Regions from separate parts of the Sus scrofa genome. Here region 2 is linked to region 1. The links are chromatin contacts, called in public Hi-C maps. All regions are on one chromosome and are shown on one strand. The core of a region is the stretch at or near the end of the contact, and the rest is flanking DNA. Distances in the headings are between cores, read along the strand shown.

What was found. A called contact is a pair of places that touch in the nucleus more often than the background predicts.
Region 2: a Hi-C map of liver shows a contact between it and region 1, with 5 times the contacts expected there. The contact joins the promoter of LEAP2 here to the promoter of SHROOM1 in region 1. A contact is called at or near these places in 2 of 5 promoter capture datasets (both in liver), 13 of 47 Hi-C or Micro-C datasets (adipocytes, embryonic fibroblasts, heart right ventricle and 5 more) and 1 of 2 datasets of contacts at active chromatin or transcription factors (skeletal muscle).

Annotation. Positions count from the first base shown.
Region 1 is chr2:135,151,041-135,153,904 of Sscrofa11.1, reverse strand. It overlaps SHROOM1 (protein Shroom1), which reads left to right and starts at 1,365. Exons shown (of 8, transcript XM_021084746.1): 1 at 1,365-1,993; 2 at 1,996-2,387; 3 at 2,479-2,537; 4 at 2,768-2,864. The coding sequence starts at 1,411. It overlaps LOC102159960 (a long non-coding RNA gene), which reads right to left and starts at 1,455. Exons shown (of 6, transcript XR_002341904.1): 1 at 1,364-1,455; 2 at 1,193-1,270; 3 at 755-808; 4 at 1-458.
Region 2 is chr2:135,193,062-135,195,925 of Sscrofa11.1, reverse strand. LEAP2 (liver enriched antimicrobial peptide 2) reads right to left here and starts at 1,475. Exons shown (of 3, transcript NM_213788.1): 1 at 1,394-1,475; 2 at 1,052-1,191; 3 at 458-740. The coding sequence starts at 1,450. The coding sequence ends at 704.

The sequences.
Region 1 (2,864 bases), core at 116-2,615:
CTCCTCCTCCTGGCACTGGGGAAGTATTGATTTCTGGCTGTTCCTGCTCCAAGCTGGGCTTGCCCGCTCCTTTGGTTCCCAACAACTGGAGTCACATGATCAGTGTGCATGGTGGCAACTGCCTCACTCATTCTGTCCCCTTCCTCAGAAAAGACAAGTAGGGAGAGAAGAGTGGCTAGAAGCAAAGGTGCCCTCTTCCTTCCTACCCCCCATCTACTCCTTGTAAGGCTGCTCCATTCCTTGTCATTCAACAAATATTTATCATCATTACCTGCCAGGCACTGACGGTACAGAGATGTGTAAGCGCAGGGCCTGTCCTCAGGAAGCTCAGGGGTGGACATGGGGAGACTGAATCACTAGTACACGGCCGCCAATCAATGTAGGGTTGACTGCTGTGATGGGGGAAGGCTCAGGAACCGCTGGGAACCCGAAAGGTCAGGAGACCTCTAAGCTGAGCCCTGTAGGAGCAAGAGTGGCAGGACAAAGAGACCGGTGAGCCTGTCATTCCTAGACAAAAGGCAGAGGCTCCCAAGCAGGGGACATATTATCCAGGAATCTGCCAGTATTTTGAAGCGGCGGGGAGGGGGGGTCACCATTTACCACAGTGGAGTCTGGGCTTTGTTGGAGGCTTCAGGCATCTGGGGGGTGGGTGGGGTTAAACTGGCTTTCAGCAGGGTTTGCTTCTAGGAAATCGATTCTGGCTGCAGTAAGTTTGGAGGCAGGCCCAGATTCCAGGCAGGGATCTGACTCTTACCAGCTGTGTGCCTCTGGGCAAATCATTTCTCCCTCAGAACCTCGGTGTCCTCATCTGTAAAAATGCAGACAGCACTTGTGAGGGTCAAGATAAATATTTATTGAAAGCACCTGGAGCACAACCAGCCCAGAGGGAGGGAGGAAGGCTCTGAAGCTGCTCCTGCCACCTGACCCGGCCTCCCCCACCTCCTTTCTTTGTTGGCCTGCGATCTCGGACTTGATCTCGGATCTTGACCATTGTTTATCAGGGAAAGATCACAGGGAGAAGCTAACAAAGCTGCCAGGAAGCAGCCTGGGTGGGACAGGCTGGGGGAGGGAAGGAGTATGGGTACATGCAGCGCTCCAGAAGGTGCCAGGGTAGAGCCAGGGCTGCTAGCCAAGAGCGCGCCCCAGCGGGGAATGGGCTAGTCGCCAAGAATAAGTGAACTAAGGCCCTCACCCTCCATAGTGGCTCCCTTGGTCCTACTGCCCTTGCTAGCCCCGACTAAGGGGGTGACAAATGCTGGCGCCAAGGATCCTGTGGCCAGAGAGAGGATGTGTAAGCACCAGGCCCTCTGTGATGGAGGGGCCAGCAGGCTGCCCCAACCCTTCCCAGGAGCGCCTCACCCACCGCACCACGTCTGCTCTTCCAGGCCAGCCTCGGCCCTCGTCGGAGCCATGGAGGCCCTGGGTCCTGGAGGCGACCGCGCCTCCCCAGCCTCATCCACTCGCAGCCTGGACTTGCGGCGGCTGTCTGCGCGCGCTGACTCGGCCTACGGCTCTTTCTCCGCCGCCTCCGGCGGTCCGGAGCCGCGCACACCTTCGCCGGGGACCCGCCCGCTCCCCTACCTGGACTGGGACTACGTGCGCGTGGTCTGGGGAGGCCCGGCCCCCGCCGCGCCCGCCGCGGGCCCTCGCACCTGCCCGCAGCCCCGGCCTGCGGCGGCCGCGCACAGCGGGCCGCGTCCCCCTGAGCTCCAGGGCACCCCAGGGCCTCTCAGCCGCCACGCCACCCCGCTGCTGTACGCGCTGGCGGCCGAGGCGGAGGCCGCGGCGCGGGCCGCCGAGCCGCCCAGCCCGCCGGCCTCGCGGGCCGCCTACCGCCAGCGGCTGCAGGGCGCGCAGCGGCGAGTGCTCCGGGAGACGTCCTTCCAGCGCAAGGAGCTCCGCATGAGCCTGCCCGCCCGCCTGCGGCCCGCGGCCCCCGTGCGGCCCTCCGCCGCGCACCCGCGCTCCGCCTCGCTCAGCCACCCCGGGGGGAAGTGGAGCCGCCGCGCCCCGGGGCTCCCGGGCCGGGAACCTCTGGCCGGGGACGCCTGGCCAACCAGCAGCGGAAGTGGTGCTTCTCCGAGCCGGGGAAGCTGGATCGCGTGGGTCAGGGGGGTGCGCCGGCCAGGGAATGTTCGGGGGAGGCCCGCTCCAGCTCAGGCCTTGGGAGGCTGGAGCCCCAGGAAGAGCAGCCGCGGACCCCGGCGGAGTTCGATGGTCACCAGATCAGGTGGCTGCCTGTGACCCAGCCCCGAGACATCGAGGACCCGAAACCCCGGTCCTTGAGGCTCGGCCATGGCTACAGACCTGCCGGTCGGAGTTGGAGCGCTTCAGGAGAAGTCTTGGCCCCGTGGGGAAGTTCAGGAGGGGTCATGCCCATTCCGCAGGTATGGAAGATGGGGGTTGCCAGCTTGGGATGGGGGCAGCTGGAAGACTGAAAACCTGAGCAACATTTCATCCATCTGCTTGCCTTTCCAGGCTGTTCCCCAAGGAGCAGAAACCACCAGCAGACCGTTGTTTCTGACCAAACGTTCTAGGTGAGAGACATGGACCCCTCTGGGGAATGAAAGCTGGGGGCAGGCAGCTTTCATAGATCCTGCCCAAGAAAGAAGAGGGCCTCCCACTTAGCCTCAGTTTGAACCTTCTGACCCTCTTTTGCAAACCACATCTCCTAATCCCTGCCCCCCAACACCCTACTGTTCCTCTGGTGCAGAACCAGGGTCATCTTTCCTGGTGACTGTGGTCAGTGTGGGGTCCCTGCCTCCAGGTTTCTGACTGAGAAAGATGCTGCAGAGGTGTGTCCTGCAGAGGGCCCCCAGAGCAGCCCCTCTGACGGTGAGCAGAATGTCTCAGAGAACTGCAAG
Region 2 (2,864 bases), core at 226-2,725, 42 kb before region 1:
TTCTGACTACAGAAATTCTGAACTGGTTGGCCAGGGGTCCTCGTGCATAGCTCAGAATTTGCCACGCTCCAACAGAAATCTCAGACACCTTCTTTTTTGTGACTCTTGGTGGCTTGGGCTTTTATTGTTTCGTTTCACTGGTTGTTCTTCCAGTTCTGCCTCTATTTATGAACAGACTGAGGTACATCATCAGGTAGCGAGTTGCAAGCATTCCCCATCTTTGGTACCTCCCTGGAGAGTTCTTTACATGGAGTGAAGGAGTAGCGTCCAGTTTATGAACTTGGCAAGGCTGATCATTAGCTATTACTAAACTTTTGCCTGGAGCCTGCTGTTGGTTATTTCTTGAAAAAAATGCTCTCACTGCACGTTCCAGATTAAGAAGTTAGCACATTGTTATTAGGCAGTGCGGTGTTTTCCTGTCTTCCACAAAATGAATCCTTTTCCTCAAAAGTGTGAATTCCAGGCTGCCACAGTTTAAATAATAGTACACATAGAAAAATAAACTCTTAAGTTGACAAGTTGTTAGGCTTATCTACATATGAACATTCTAAGAAGAAATGGAGACCGATTTAAAGCATACATCTGTCTTTAAAAACACAAGGTTGCTTCACTTAAGTGTCTCCAGTCAAATGCAGTTAACCAATATTCCATAGAACGGAGCATTGTCGCAGGTAAGTGCTGTCCTCTCCCCCTGGTATTTACATCATTCCTGGGCCACACTTAGGGAACAGCGTCTTTTTCTAAGGGAAAAGAAAAAGTGATATTGGAGACAAAAGTCTCGCAGTGCCCAGAGCCACCTCTGCTGCATTTCCTTCCTCTGGCTGATACCCAATCTCAGCGTGGAGCAGAGAAAAAGGCAGCACTCTCTCGTGGTATCTGTGTGGAGCCCTTCCTGGCCCTTAACTCTTGTCTTCTCCGTGGAGCTCCCAGGCTCAGCCCAGGCGGTCCTCCAACCCAGTTTGCTTCTTAGGTCTGTGCGTGCACTGCTCTCTCTTTTGCCCAGCTTCCCAGGCCCCTTGCCCCCTTCCCAGGCCCCAGGTTTGGGGAGTACCTGCACAGCCTCGTGAGGCACTCCGAATCATCTCTGCAAGAGGCTCCAATGGGCCTGAGGGAAACCGCTCTCCAAAATGGAGTCATTCTCCTCGGCCTTTTCTTGGCGGAACTCAGTTCCGGTATCGGGGAGCCGTGGACCTGAATGGCAAAGACAGATTGACCTCAGGTATGTTGGAGATGACACTGCTGTACACCTTGTAAGAACGATCACCCCCTGGATGCTGTAGACTCAGAGCAGAGGGACTCTTCCTCAGGACCGAGTCTGGCTCTCAGGTTCTGCTTACAGTTCCACCACCGCCACCATCCACCCACACCCATGTGTGTAGCCTTCTTTCCTTACCTGGACTGCCAGCAACAGGCAGATGACGAGTACTGCAAAGAGTTTAAGGTGCCACATCTTGATCGAGGGGGGGATGCTGGAGCCTGAAGAGACAGTTCCCACTTCCTTTTATAGACAAACCCGCCTCTGATGGTTGCCAGGTGAGATGGGGGCAAAGTTTATATTTGCAGTCAGGGTCGATTTAATAAGTTAATGTCTACCAGAGAGGAATGTGCCCAAGGCCTGCCCTTCAGGCACGTCGCATTTACTGATCCCTCGTGGACTTTGAGTGATCATGTTGCTGGTTTGGACCCTTCCCTCCACTACCTCCTCCCCTTTGAAAAGCCACGTGAAGCCACTGAGGGAGAGCTGGGCACCCAGCCATGATTTGATTCCAAAATAGCTCAGTGAGTTCACGCCAGTCAAAATAGAATTCTAATGAGGTCTTCAGAAAGCGTGTTGACCCCTTTCCTTGTGTAGAAAAGAAGCGCTGATCTATTTTGTTACAGGCAATTGGATAGGGCCCTTCCTTATCTCCCTTCTGTGGGAGGGTGCTTCTGCAAGCATGAGCTACAGTGCCCCAGATCCCCATTTGTATAGATGGACTGTCACTCTAATTATCTGCTCCACATCTCCCTACGAGAATGGAAAACCAGCTGCAGAAAGTTCAAAGTCTGGCCAACCTTCCATCTCCCAGGGGAAGGGCAGTCAGGACGGACTGGTGGTGGCTCAGTCATGGGTGAATTGAATGAAGGAGTATAGGTTGACTTTGCTTTTTAAAAATGTGAATGAAGAGGAGTTCCCGTCATGGCTCAGTGGTTAACAAACCCGACTGGGAACCCTGAGGTTGCGGGTTCGATCCCTGGCCTTCCTCAGTGGGTTAAGGATCCAGCGTTGCTGTGAGCTGTGGCGTAGGTCACAGATGCAGCTCAGATCCTGTGTGGCTGTGGCGTAGGCCGGAGGCTACAGCTCCGATTAGACCCCTAGCCTGGGAACCTCCGTATGCTGCGGGTGTGGCCCTAGAAAAGACAAAAAGACCAAAAAAAAAAAAAAAAAAGTGAATGAAAAGATAGCAGGGGCTCCTAACTCAGTGGAAAAACTTAGTGGTGGTGACAGATGTTGCAAACCTTGAATTACTAGCTTTGCTGCCAACAGTTAAGCCTTTTAACAGAGCACCTTCCTCCAGCAGCCTCAGGAAGCAGGCACAGGGTTGAGATCTCCCCAAAGCCTGAAACATCTGTCACCATAAGTAGGAACCCCTGCAGGTTTCTAGCCCAAGAAGGTGTCCCAAAACCTTGAATGGTTATGGGCAGTCATTAAATGACACAGGCATTTTAACAAATTTGTTGGGAAAGGTCTGAATTCTGAGTAAGGAGGTTTATAGGACTTTAGATCTTCCTATGACCTGGAAGGAAAAGCCAAGAAGACAAATGCAACAAGTTTTTCTGCCTGCTCCTCCCTGAACGATTTGCTGATAGCTCTTCCTAAAACC